Linked DNA regions of Mus musculus: region 1 is linked to region 2. The links are chromatin contacts, called in public Hi-C maps. All regions are on one chromosome and are shown on one strand. Each heading gives the region's core, a stretch centred on a gene start, on an enhancer-like site or on the middle of the called end of the contact. The rest is flanking DNA. Distances are from core to core; before and after follow the strand shown.

The links. A called contact is a pair of places that touch in the nucleus more often than the background predicts.
Region 1: a contact with region 2 is called in a Hi-C map of the N1E-115 cell line, with 1.8 times the contacts expected there. The contact joins two enhancer-like sites. A contact is called at or near these places in 1 of 15 datasets of contacts at CTCF or cohesin (the NIH/3T3 cell line), 7 of 484 Hi-C or Micro-C datasets (the MNK3 cell line, the N1E-115 cell line, cerebellar granule neurons and 4 more) and 4 of 115 datasets of contacts at active chromatin or transcription factors (embryonic stem cells and memory CD8 T cells).

The regions. Positions count from the first base shown.
Region 1 is chr2:157,894,267-157,901,574 of GRCm38.p6, forward strand. It overlaps the pseudogene Gm14176. Among named protein-coding and RNA genes, the nearest start is that of Vstm2l, 17 kb to the right of the region's middle. Within about 2 kb of position 2,210, at least 5 of the 459 cell types and tissues checked have an H3K27ac peak or open chromatin away from gene starts, as enhancers often do. A contact at or near this core is called in the N1E-115 cell line, where this site is marked.
Region 2 is chr2:157,805,977-157,812,757 of GRCm38.p6, forward strand. It overlaps Ctnnbl1 (catenin, beta like 1), which reads left to right. Exons shown (of 16, transcript NM_025680.4): 6 at 699-792; 7 at 3,489-3,580. Among named protein-coding and RNA genes, the nearest start is that of Ctnnbl1, 72 kb to the left of the region's middle. Within about 2 kb of position 2,460, at least 76 of the 459 cell types and tissues checked have an H3K27ac peak or open chromatin away from gene starts, as enhancers often do. A contact at or near this core is called in the N1E-115 cell line, where this site is marked.

The DNA of each region.
Region 1 (7,308 bases), core at 960-3,459, 88 kb after region 2:
TTGTTCCACCTCTTGCTTTTCATTTGACATCTGCCACATGGCACACACTTGCCCGCTCCGACAGCAGAGCTTCATTACAAAGCTGGGCCCTGATGTAGCTGCGGAGTTGATGGGTACATTGCTCATGGCTGACCTTAGACTATAGCATCAATCTGTAAGCATGTTGACTGTCATTCCACAGGTCTGCTTAAATTCTAAAGGAGAGTTGCAAAGTCAAAGAGGAGAGGGCATTTGTCATTGTCACCTGTGTGAACATGTCCTAAGTCCTGCTTAGGGAACTGGTGGCTCTGGATCAGTGGGGCTCTGGTGGCATTTGGCCGGCATCTCTCTTCTGAGTCACTCCAGGGTTTTAGAATGTCTTCGCAGGATGTGTGGTATATTAGCTGGTGCCCCCCCCCCCCAACTCCACCATGTCTCTCCGAAAGCCACAGGTTTCCACAAGCCACAGGCCTCTGCTACATTCCTCCGTGAAGCCAGTGTTTTATCACTACCCACATTTCAGCCTGACCTGGAGCAACCTTGGTCCAGAGGGCAGAGCCGAGAATGCAATCTAGCCAGCCATGTTCCTGGTGAAGCCACTATTCCCCATGCAAAGGAAGGAAAAGTAAAGAAGGTGGTGCAGGACAGACTAGAAGCGGAGGCCTAGCTAGGTGTCCAGGAGGCTCCAGGACAGCCCCTCCCCCACCTGGCAGCTGCAGCCCCTGTAGGTCCCCTGCCTCCCTCTGCCATGGGTGATGGTCACCTGAGCCTTTCCCATGGCCAAGCCCAACAAGCCCTGTGAAAAGAGGGGTTGTAGGGAAGGGTCGAGGCTAGTCTCCCAGCTTGCCCCAGGTCAAGCCTCGTCTCCAGTTCCTGTGGCCCTTTCAGTTCCTACAGAAAGACGAGAAACAGCCCACAGCAGCCCAGGAATCTGAACTCTGAGCCCCAGGCAAGAGACAGCCTCACAAAGTCACCAGGACAGGGACTAAGGAAGGACAGCTCCAGTCTCGGTCAGCCCAGACTGTCCTTCGCCTTCTTGGACCTGGGCAGGTGGGTAGAAGCCGTTGGAATGGACTGTACTGAAGCCAGGCTGTGTGCCCGACTCCACAGCCTCCAGCTAGCCCATCCAGGGAACCCAGGAGCTCAGCCCAGCCTCCTGAGATACCTGCCCGCTATTGGGTCTCACTAAGGGGCTGGCTAGCTTTGTGAATCCCCCACAGACCAATCCCCCACTCTGTGCCCCGACAGGGGACCCAGGTATCTTTGTCACCTATCACCCCACCTTTTAGTGAGCAGCCGCCAGACGCCACGTGGGAACAAAGCAGTTACTATCCCTACCTTGAGGGAGCTCTGATCTCAGAAGACAAACCCCAAGTTGGTACACTTGTAAGCGAATGCAGAGGACAATTTCTGAGAGTCAAAAGAGCAAGCAAGGCACACAAATCGGACCGAGGAGCAAGGGAGTGGCCTGGCTTAGTGCCCTAGAAAGGTCTCTGTGTGGCGCCCATTCAAAACCTGAGCAGAGACAGGGAGTAGGAAACCCAGGGCAGAAGGATCCACGTACAGACATGCGTGCAAAAGGCCTGAGAAGAGGCCACAGTGGCAGGAGTCAGGGAGAGGCAGAAGCCAATCAGGATGGGGCCAGAGCAGCAGGCAGAGGAGGGGAGTCCTGAGCTTGGAAGGGGTGAGGCCTGACTTCGAAACCATGCTCTGGGGAGCCCTAGAGAGGCAGTGCTGTGGAAGAAGAAGGAGCTCCAAGGAGCAGTAGAGCCTGGACCAGTGAAGAGGCCTCGTGTTGTGGGCCACGGGGGCCACCATTGAGGATTGGGGTAGGAAGATGGAGGCAGAACCTGCCAGGCTCTGCACAGGAGGCCCTGTCCAGAGGCATCCCAGCAATGAGGCCTGGGAGCCATTTCCTGGGCCAGCAGGAGCCGGGTGGGGCGGTGGAGAGCCTGGCTCAGTGTATAAATATCTTTAATGAATAAATAGAAGTGCTTTTAAGGCTGCCGAGTCCCATCATTTCCACCTGCCATAAAATTCCATTAGAAGCAGGCGCTGCAGGGGACAGCCCGGCTGCAGTAAATCCACCACCACCACCACCACCACCCCCGCCTCCAGCCCCGCCTGGCTCCCAGGTGACCCGAGTGAGCCCAGGGTTCCACACATGCATGCCTGTCCTGGGCCTACAGACATTGGTCCTTTCCACACCAGGACAAGCGTGGGGCCACAGGAGGCAGGGACATGTGGCTTGTCACTGACACTTTCCTCCTTGTGACACTAGAACCCTACAGCCTTCCCCTCTAATTCACTTGAGCTGAGTTCAGGGGCAGCTGCTTTCAACACAAAGGAGATCCTGGAACCTCAGAGCTAGTGAAGCCTCACTTGGAGGAATCGAGCTTTCCAAGTGAGGAAATGGAACCCCTTCAGAACAGGTGGCTATGCTAAGGCCACTCCAGGTTAGCAGACCCAGCACTCAAGCTGCCATATAGTTGCTACACTCTTTAGTACCATATTTATTGGGCCAAGCCCTTGTCAAGGGCTATTTCCCTGATTCATGACTGACTGGCCCATTTTGCAGGTGCAAACACTGAGTCCCAGCAATGGTGAGCCAGATACACACCTGGGTCTCTAAGGAGCACTTTCCCCCTTGTTGTGTGCTGGGGCTGGGGTTGTGTTTTCCCTAGCCTCAGTCATCAAAATGGGAAGCTGAGACCATCTGACATTGTAGTGCAGGGTAGCCTCAAATTCACAGCAAATCTCCTACCTCGGCCTCTCTGGTGCTGCTGTTATGAGTGTGAGTCACCACGCCCAGCTTTAAACCAGGAGTCTACCAAAAGACTGGGGTGGGAAAATTCTGAGTGACAGCAAGCACCAGCAGAAAGTCTGTGAACCACAAGTCACTGACAAAAGCACACCTCTGAGCCCAGCGATGTCTTACAAGGCTCCTCACTGGCTTTACGGATGAAATACTGAACAGAGAAGTCAAGGATTGGCACAAGGTCACACAGCTCTCCTTGCAATGCTGGGTAGGAATCCTTTGGTCTCTCTGTTGTCCCCACTGTCAGTGAGCATGTCCAGCTGGCAACCTGCCTGGACAGCCAGTCATCAGTTAGGCCCATTAGGCGACCATCCACAGTCCTGCCAGATGTCTCCGTTCCTCATCTCACCTCAGCCCTCTGGGAGCCAGAGGACAGGTTCCCAGCCCAGCTGCCACAAGGAGGAGGTGTCCAAAGGGCCCCACACAGGGTCTGGAGGTGGCCACCTGGGCAATGACCACACAGCACAGAGCCTGCCCTGGCCAGCTCTTTCAAGTTTCAGCCCTGTCACTGCCTAGCTGTGTGACCCTGAGCAAGCCCTTTCACCTCCCTGAGCCTCAGTTTCCCCATCTGCACATGATGTGTGCTCATGGCGGGCAGTGACCGTGCTAGTGCACTTGGAGCAGAGCCATGAGTACCCACGCACAGTGCTGAGCCATGCCGTACCGTTTCACCAACCCTCATCCGCTTGTTTATACTGTCTAGAAGGACTGACCACACCCACAAGGACAGATCTCTGCTCAGCCATCAGTATACCCCAAGTCAGGGTCCCACAGAAGCAGAGTCCCACAGGGTCCCACAGAAGCAGAGTCCCACAGGGTCCCACAGAAGCAGAGTGGTCAGCAAGGCTGCATGTATTCACGTTCCACGTCCAGGACCACAAGCCTCCATCCACACCTCTGACCGATCCCTCAGCACTGCCCGAGTTAGTTCTGGTCTCTCTACAGCCTCTCCACCCTCTGGAGCAAAGGCGTAGACAGAAGCAAGCATACATACCCTGGAGCAGAGGACCGGGATCCCAACCCTTCACGCTGCCCTCAGGAGAGGTCACCAGCCGGCTTCACTGGGCCAGCAGGCTGTGGAAGGTGGGATGGCCTGGCAGGGTCTTGAATGACACATGTCTGGGCCTCGCTGTGACAGGGTGTGGGGAGGAACAGTGCCCAAGGCACTTGGGCACCCTGCTGCTGCCTTCCTAGAATAAGCCAGCAAGGCGGCAGAGGCATGCTATGGAGAAGGGAGAGAGTGGCTGAAAGGAAGGGTACCCCAGCTGTGAATCAGCAGAGGAGACCTGGGGGGTACCATCAGAGCTGAGACTGACATAATGGGGGTATCAGGATTGGGGGGAGGGGGGATATCTCTGGCAAGGGAAACAGTGAGCACAAAGGCCCTATGACAGGCGTGTGCTTCACACACTCAACAGACAGATGTGTAGTTGAGAATGTGAGGCAGATGCAGAGGTGAGGGGCTGGACTGGGCAGGGGGGCTTTGTCCCAGAAGGAGTTGGATCACCTCTAACCTGCAAAGGGGGCTCATGGAGACTGTTACACAGGGCTAAAATGGCCACAGGGGGTTTGTGTGAAGGAGCAGCACAGCTGGGGGCGGGGGTGGGGGAGACTGAAATGCCACTGTGGCTGGGGCAGGGCCACTCTCATTCTATGTCCCCTTGGCTTTGTCTCAAATGACCCTCAAAGTGGTCAGAACAAAACACCCGAACATGGGACCTGGAACTTGTTCCTGGAACAGCCTGTTATGGCTGGGCAGTCTCTTCTTTTGCCTGACCTGGGACTGAAGGACAGGTATTGTGTCTTGGGTTGGACGACAGCTTAGGCCACAGGAGGCCCGGGTCAGAGTTCAGAGGTCCCACTCTGAGCTGGGCCCTCTCAGACCCAGAAGCCCGCCTTAGCTGAGAAGCTAAGGCTCAGGGTTAGCTGGTGCTCAGCTACTCCAAGTGGGGCCTAAGACTAGAACTCTGAGCCCAGGAATGGCCAACAGAGTATGTCCTGGCATTCCCTTTCCTGAAACGCTTATAGCAGTGGGCAGAGACACGCAGGTGGTGGGCAGTGGTCCCTCCTCTCTGGGCATCAGATGGGACTTCTCAGACGAAGTGCTGGTTCTGCCGCAGAAGGCTGACTGACAACTATTCAGAACCAGGCTGGATGGCACAAAAACAGCCATGAGACGGCCAGACAGGCAGGGAGCCACTCCAGAGTGCAGAGCACAGAGTCCAGGACAGTGGCAGGGAGGATGAAGGAGATAAAAGGCCATCTGTGAGTGGGTGGAAGCTGGCTGCTACTCAGGGAAGCCAGGATGAAGTCCCTCCGTGGTGGTGGCTTCCAGAGGAGCAGTGACCTCAGGCTAAGGAGGTAGAGGGCATACTGAGGGCTGTGTATAGACAGAAGGTTAGACCCTCTTCAGGCATGGCCAACCTTTATGCATGCAGCCCTGTGAATGTGGCTGAACACATCTGTAGATCACATCATGTCAGCCTTCATACGGTCCTCCCACTGAATGGGCACATGAAGCCCACCAAAAATCTCAGGGCTCCTTGTCTTCGAAGCTCCAGACTTACCTCTTTCATGGGTCACCATGGTCAAATTCCACCTGTATTCCATAGAACAGAGGCACCACACTCCTTCCCTCACACCACATGGGGTGGCTGCTGTGTCCCCAGAAACATAAGCTGGCCTTCCTGCCCCCCACCATCCATCTATGCATCCTTTCTCTCAACCAGCCTGTCCCTCAGGCCAGCCCCTTGCTATGTGGGGACACAGGAATGACTGGACTGTCCCTGAGCTGCCATAATAGGGGAGGTCATTGTGACAATGGGGTTTATGACTCAGGGCAACAAGATCACATGATGGGAAGTCAAACTTGGGAAGGGAGAGGAAGACAGAGGAGGGGGAGAGCCCACTGCTGCCCAGCTCCTAAGGATAGCCACCCTACAATGTCATCATCCCAAACAAAGGACAGTGGTACACTATTAGTGTTATTAATATCATTAATCAAATTGTGATTACAATTAAGAACGTGGCGATAGTTGGGCAGTGGTGGTGCATGCCTTTAATTCCAATACTCGAGAGGCAGAGGCAGGCGGATTTCTGAATTCGAGGCCTTCCTGGTCTATAGAGTGAGTTCCAGGACAGCCAGGGCTACACAGAGAAACCCTGTCTCGAAAAACAAAACAAAACAAAACAAACAAAACAAAAAAGAACATGGCAATAAAATGCCACCTTGGATTTAAGCCCCTCTGCCTCCAGTACCAGAGTGAGTGATGCACTAGTTCATGGCATCATGCTGCGCACAGTAGGTGCTCAGCCAACCCTTCATCCAAAGCCCCAGCTCTGAGACAGTGAAGTGCAGCCCTTTGTTCTGCAAGTGGGCACCCTGGGGCCTGGGAGGGGGGAAATGGCAGGCTCCAGGTCCTGAGAGTCTGACGGATTAAATCCCCACCTCCAAGCTCCCTTCATCCATAACAACTTATTTTCTCTTCTGGAAAAAAGAGCAGCCATCAGGAACAGCCATGCTGTTCCTTGATTAAACAAGGCAAATTCTTTCGGAACTGAGGTACTGTGGCCTAATTGCACAGGCCGGTATGAGAGCAAAGGGGAGACGGAATTATGATCAAACAAGGTTGAGGTGGCATTGGCCCCTCCCAGCACTGATCACCACAGGAGCTCTTGTCTGGGGACCTCTTGGGCACGGTGGGCCTCCTGGTCCCCAAACAAGACCCCGCTGCTCCTAACATGGAGACCTTCAGCAGCTAGGCAGGCTCCAAGAGCCTATGGAGAATCATGGACCTGACTGTGGCCATCTGGGTGGGCACGAGGTTGACCTCCAAAAGCTGTCCAAGAACTTCATGGTTGGCAGGTGTCCTTTAGGTTGACAGCTGGTGCTCAGGGCTTTGCAGGAGTGGACACGGCATGGCTGGTCGCATGCTCTGGGAGACTCAGTGTGGGCGGGCTCTCTTCTGGCCTGGCACTCAAGGTGTTTCTCCAGGGAGTTTGGTTCTTCTTAACTAGTCAGAGTCCACCATGAGGTTCTATAGTGATGCATGGGCAGGACAGCAGGCAGGTGAGGGCAGAGCCCCTGTTGGCCATGTTCCCCTGTCCCTACACTGGGTGTACAAGTGGACACTGCTGGATGGGTGACTTAAGGTTTAAACTGACACAAGTGTGGGATTTGTGTCTCCCTGGACTCTGGGAGACAAAAATCTAGCATAATGGATGGTACTGCACCTTTCCACATCCTGGTGCGTTAAGCCGCAGAGGCAACCTGAGGATGGGGTTCCCCCTCAAGGAACTCATGAAAAGGAAGACTCTACAGAAAGGACAGAGGTCCCTGATCAACTGCTGATAGAAGAAAATAAACAAGGTAATAAGATAAAGAACAAGCGGAGGGAAGTCCCGAGACAAAGGAGCGCCGCCGCCTCTGCTGCCGCGACGGTCCGGGCCGCGGTCGCCCAGGGACTTTGAATATGTCGGGGATCGCCCTCAGCCGCCTTGCGCAGGAAAGG
Region 2 (6,781 bases), core at 1,210-3,709:
GGGAAGGGGAAGGGAGGCTGTACCCAGCTCTCCAGTCTTCCTAGATGCCTGATCACAGCTGTCTTAGCTAAAGAGTCTCTTCTCCAGGAGAGAAAACCAGGGCTGCCTTCCCTCCTTCCTTCCCTGCATGCCCTGGGGTTGCCCACAGGCAGTCCCCCAGAACCTGTTGTACAGATGGCAGTGTAAAGGAGGAAAGGCTCTCTTCAAGATTCTAGAAGGAATCCTGACTTTGGTATCGCTCCTTGGCAGATGTGTGTATTCTGTAGCTACTGTGGGTTTCCTACCGACCTCAAAAGGTGACTCAAGTAAGAGCTGGAAGTATGTTTTACCCAATGCCTCATGCCCTGTTTTTCCATCATGTGTAGGTACTGCTGAGGCAGAGCTTGGGGAAGGAGAGGTGGGATGATGACCATGAGAACCTTGCATTCACCAGCTTTGTAACCCTGCCTTTTCCTTTGTGCCACTCATCTCTGGCTTGCCCAGCCGGGGTCAGGACTAACTTGGGGTTAGGAAGCCATTAAGACCCCTTCCTTGCCTCGGAGTGCCTTGAAGAGGCCATGGGTTGAGAGAGCACTGCAGGCTGCCAGTTCTGCACTCAGTTTGCTCATTTGAATGGAGAGCTGTGACTAGGGGAATGGGGACATTTGGGGATTGACCTGTGATGTGTTCTTCTCTTCCTTTGCTTCCTATTCCCGCAGGTGGACGGGCAGGTGGCCGCATTGTTGGTGCAGAATCTGGAGCGCCTGGATGAGTCTGTGAGGGAGGAGGCTGATGGCGTCCACAACACCCTAGGTGAGGGGCTGGCACCAATTAACAACCAAATGGGTTTTGGTTTTTTTTTTTCCCCTATACTCCAAAGCTGCCTTTTAAAAATGAAGACCCATGTGTGCATTTCATGTAACTACAGCTTTGATTTGGTATATAGGCAATAAAAGCTGAAATCCACTAAGTAGGTACCCATCCAAGAGAAAATATAAAATATGCTGGCTCCTAAATTTTATTTTAAGATTTTACTGTTTCTAATTATGTATATATGTATGTTGGGGAGTGTTTGCACATCATTGTGGAGGCCAGGAGATCCTTGTTGGATTTCCTGTGCTAGAGTTAAAAGTGGTAGACCCTCTGATATAGGTGCTGGAAAGCAAACCCAGATCTTTGCAAGAGCAATATGAACACCTCTCCTTAGCAGCCTTTGCCTCCAAAAGTTAAGATGAAATCCTTGTGGGGCCCTTTCTGCCCTAGGAAGCAAAGTTTTAAATTTGTGGGTGATCTCGTGTCAGCTTCCCTCACCCACTTCCTTCAGTGGAGCTGCAGGTGTTTGCACATCTGTGGACATTACAAAAAGGTATTTGCATTGAAAGAGCCAGTGTTTCCTTGTCTTTGGTACAGACGGCTTGGCTAAGTGAGTTAAAATACTTCCAGCGACTCTGCTGCCCGAGTCCCATTCATTTCAGTGCATTCTTCTACAGTCCTTTCCTTCTCCCTCAAATCTCTCCAGCTTCTCCCTTCGCACAGTTGCCATATTTAAAGTCATGCCTTTGGGCAGGCCGCTTCCTCCCTGGCTGCTATTGTGTTAAACCAGCGGTGGCATCTTTGCAAGCTGAGCTCCAGCAATGAAGGGGGCCGAGCTGAAACAGGAGTTTCTATGAGATTAGTTTCCCTCCCGGCTCCTCTGTGCTTACTGCAGATCTCCCTTGTAGTGCTAGACTCTTCAGTGTGGATTATTGTAAAGAAGAGGGAAGATGGGCACCCAGGGAGTATGAGAGGGGAACACGACAGCCTGCGGTTGGGAGCTGGCTCTAGTGCAGAGGCAGAAGTTGGCATTGCCATCTGTCAGCCTAATGCTGGATTTTGCAACATGGAAAGCTTATCAAAAGTCTTAGCTGGCTGTTCATAAAAAGGCCCTGGTGTGGTAGGAAAGCGCAGCTCTGGCAAATCTGCCTGGTCTCTGCTCAGGCACCTACCACACTCAGATTCATGCCTCCTCCTTCCCACTCCTTGGGTGCCTGGTGTTTCTCAGACACAGTACTGGGAGCTAGGGCAGATCAGGAGGAGTCAGGCATGACTAATACAAGGGTGCTCTCATGGGAAAGCCCAGGACAGAGGAAGGAGTGCCAGTGACAAGAGCTATGATTAGTGTCAGTAAGAACATCCTAGAGACTGAGAGCAAGGGCCTTGAGTGTTGCAGGGGAGCTGACTGGGGCCCTTGGCCTGTGGAGGAGTCCGTGGCTGTCTTTGGCTAAGTCAAGCGAGGCTGTGCTTCTGGAAAATGAGGGCGGGAGGTGGGGTTGGGGCAGTGAGATCAGGGAGTGAGTCTGTCCAGAGTTTGGAAGACCCTGTGAACCATGGCAGGAAGTGTGGCTTTGTTTCTTGTGTGTAACAGGAGATCATGTGTAGTACGAACAGAACAAGATAAAATGAACAAGTGCTTGATTGAGAGAGACTGTTTGGTCTCTTGAGTCCCTCTGCTGCTCACTGTCAGCATGTGTCCCCTCCCTCATGACTGCCCGATCTCCTTTCAGTGGCTCTTGAGGAACCTGGCTTGGGTGAAAGAAAGAGCCTGGCTCTTGAGGAGCCTGGCTTGGGTTTCTTTGGCCCTTGCTCCTTCAGAATCCAGGCACAGCAGCACGCTCTGGATATTATGCTTTGAGAACACAGAACAGTGTCTGCCTTGTGAGAGTGGCCTGTTGTAAGATAGGAAGCAGAGGGGCCCTGGAGGGAAGGAAAGCATTTGATGTGGTAAGGGCAGTGGTGGTTTTTTTTAATGCTCTTCTTCTTGATGTCATAGCATGTAATAGCTTTTTTCCCTTTGCCTTCTAACTTTTAATTTTCCTATTAAGTCACACTTTGACTGTTGTAGGAGATAGCAGGACCAATTATTTGCTTCCCGATAGCTGGCAGCTACCTCTGCCGTCATGGCCTTTCCCCTCTGCACGCGTTAGTGTGCTCAATTAAGAAGATCATGCTCACCTCCCTGCCAGTGTCTTGGTTTTCATATGAATCACAATACCACAATGTGTGTGTGTGTGTGTGTGTGTGTGTGAGAGAGAGAGAGAGAGAGAGAGAGAGAGAGAGAGAGAGAGAGAGAGAGAGAAGAGAGAGAGAGAGAAGAGACTACCTGGCCCTAGGAGACCCTGCCCTAGCCTGACTAGCTGCAGACCTCTGGGACTGAGCGTGCTTTGCTAGGCAGCTCTCCACCCATCAGCGTGCTCTGCTCTGGAGTCACCTCTATTAGCATAAAAACCCATCCCTCATCTCTTCTGCGAATTCCGTCATTTTCAGTTATGACTTCTACTTGTAACATAACTTGAAGAAAAAGGGGAAAAAACATAGCAACTCCTTGGTTAATCTAAAAGTGACAACAGCATCTGTTGAGTAGAATACAGGGAAGTGGGACAAAGGCTAAAGTGCTTGTCATGGGAAGTGGGCTTGATGCGAGTAGGAGCAGAGAGATGCTTTCCCAGGTGACTGGTGTCTGTCTCTTTCAGCTATTGTGGAGAATATGGCCGAGTTCCGTCCGGAGATGTGCACAGAGGCTGCCCAGCAGGGACTCCTGCAGTGGCTGTTGAAGAGGCTGAAGGTAAGGGAGCCAGTGGCCCTGCCACCCATATGTCTCTGCTCTGGCTGTGGCTGGTGCCATGGTGTCGATAGACATCCTCCGACCTCCACATGTCTAGTTTGGGAAGTTTCTGGCCCTTTTGTTGCTTGTCTCCATCCCCAATAATCTTTTTGAGTTCTACTTTAAAAAAGCATCTGTTGTTAACAATATCATATATATTCTTTTAGAAAATTTCTGAACATACATAGGAGCTAGTGTTGTATGTTGACGTAAAAAGAATTATATAATGTTTTCTTATGCAAATTGTTTTTTCACTGAACTAATGATAGCCTAGTGTTCCATTGGACAGAAGTACCAATATTATTATTATTTTTTTTTTGAAATAGGGATTCATGTAGTCCAGGCTGGCCTGCAGTTCAGGAGACTTTGAACTCCTGATCTTCTTGCCTCTCCTTTCCATGTGCTGGGATTACATGTGTGTGCCTCCCTGCCCAATTTATGCAGGAGTGGGGATTGAACCCCTGGCCTTGTGCATGCTCAGCCATCACCCTAACAACTGAGCCACATCCTTTGCCGGGCTCTCAGTTTTAATTTTGACTGTTATAAGCAGTTTATAGTGGGTATCACATCTGAACACTATTCTGGTGCACTTAGCTTATCTGTGTGTTAAACCCCTACTAGTGGAACATTCAGGCCATAGGGTATTTGCATTAACGTTTGAGGCAGGTGTTGTAGAATTGTCACCTGTCAAGTTTGCCCTGCTGGCCACTCCCCTGTTGCTCCCGGGAATACCAGGCATCAACATACTTAAGGCTTTCGTGCACTTAGAAGTGAACATTGATGCTAGGCTACTTCAATTTACATTTTTAAATCAAAGAATGTGTATTGGCTTCCAGTTGCTTAGTAGCCATTCATGGGCTTGGGGAAGTGGTCCAGCAGGTAGGATGCCTGTACCCAGCTGTAGTCCCAGCCCTAGGAAGTGGAGGCAGAAGGATCAGAAGTTCAAAGTCACCCTCTACTACACAGTAAGGAGCAGGCCGGCCTGGGCTGTATAAGAGCCTGTCTCAAAACAACAATAATGACAGCTATTTGTATTAATTTCTTTTAGCTTTATATTTGTATCCTTTATCCTTATTTCTGTTGTATCCCTCATTCTCTTTCTTAGCACAGAGTCACCATGTTTTTAACTATTACTGCTGTCCCATCGAGTAAATAAGAAAGGAAGGGAAAAGCCATTAGCTTGACCAACTGTGTGATAGGAAGGCTACTGTGGAGGTCCTCACTAGCAAGATAAGAGAGGTTTCTTTAAGGAGGAATGACTCTTAAAGTAGTCATGGCTTATCCGGAATGTCTGGGCTGTGTCAGGTCAGGTTCACAGTCCTTGTCTTGGCAGGCCTAAGGGGAAGGCAGCCAGACAGTCTAGGTCTTCTCCAGCTCTGCTTATGTAACCCCATAAGATAGACACACACACACATACACTCTCACACACACACACACACACACACACACACACACACACACACACACACATCAGGGGAGCCTCTGCCCAGTAGTGCTATCAGTAGAGATAGACATATTTGCCAGGCAGAGCCCAGTGCACTGAGCCCTTGTAAGCCCTTTCCTTTTCCCACTTGGGCCTGTATCCAGCAGGTAGCTGGTTTATCTGCTGCCATCTTGGCATCTTCCTTTGGACTTCTGAGTCCAGGTGGTCTTTGGCCTTAAGCTGCACTTGTTCAGCGTACAGTTCCTTCCCCACCTACTTCTCAGCACTCAGTTTGTGTTTCCATCCTCATTGAAACACTTAGGGAGTGAGGGGTAGAGGAAAGGATAACAAGAATCTGGGTTCCTGGTGGAATTTGTAGACCCAACCTTAACATACAGAAAATAATCTCATAGTCTTTGTCTTTGTGAAGTCAGGATAGGGTTTTTAGGTCCTTGGGACTTAATAATGAATTTGAGGCTCATTCTTTAAAACTCCTCTGTCCTTTGAAAGGTGCTTAAATTAGCCATAACAGCATTCTCTTGCTCAGTCTCTGTCTCTCTGTCTCTGTCTCTCTGTCTCTCTGTCTCTCTTTCTCTCTCTCTCTCTCTCGTTCATTCTTTCTTTTTTTGGAGTTGCTTCTATAAGAGAAATTGAGACCTTTGGGTGTTTAGTCTGGGTTTCATTTGCTATTTTAGCAAGCTATTATTGAGTTTCGCCACAGGGCACAGAAATTTGTATAATCCTCAGGACAGGAAGAGCCTTGTTACAATCTATAACCATTTTCAAGGTTTCCAGTATTTAAACTTTAAATTGGTATTTGGTTATTTTACTGGGAATCAAGTAAAACTCTGTGCTGCATGGAATGGTCACAAAAGCAAGCTAAGCTAAGAGCAAGGCGGCAAGAAGGAAGCCATGACGCTTGAATATGCTTTGTTCTGGGTCTCTAGCCCAAGCAAGTGCGTGTTGATTCTTCACCAACATCAGCCTTAGAGATTCCTGGTGGACTGGACCTAGAGTCTGTCTTCCCTTGGAGCTGGGTGGCTGCAGCTAGTGGTCCTTCACTTGTCTGGCCCCTTTCTTTCAGGGGACCACTGAGGTCCCACGAGGTGACTGAAAATCCACGTGAAAGTGCCTTCAACTCATGACCATCCTGGCAGCCAGGGCCTTCAGCAGTTGTGTTGAAAGATCTTTAGTGCAATTTTGAAAACCAGGTTCCCTGGACCCAGCGCAGACCTACCGTCCCAGTGAGGCTCACTGGTGAAAACACCATGACCAAAAGTAAGCTGGAGAAGAAAGGGTTTATGTGTCTCACACTTCCGCACCACAGTTCATGACTGAAGGAAGTCAGGACAGGAGCTCAGACAGGGCAGGAACCTGGAGGCAGGAGCTGATGCAGAGGCCATAGAGGGGTACTGCTTACTGCCCTGCTCCTCATGCCTTGTTCAGCCTGCTTTCTTATAGAACCCAGGAACACCAGCTTAAGGATGGCCACACTTGGCTGGGCTTTCCATTATCAATCATTGAGGAAGAAAATGCCCAAGGCTTGCCCACAGCCTGATCTTATAGATGATAAACTCTTCTCAACTGAGGCTCCCTCCTCTCCTTTGATTCTACCAGTGTCAAGTAGACACACAACTAACCAGCACATTTACCATCTCAGGGTCCACTGCTAATATATTCTAGAAATTCCTCCTATGCATCAGTGTATGCTGCTCACTAAGGTCCACTGGGCTCTAGAA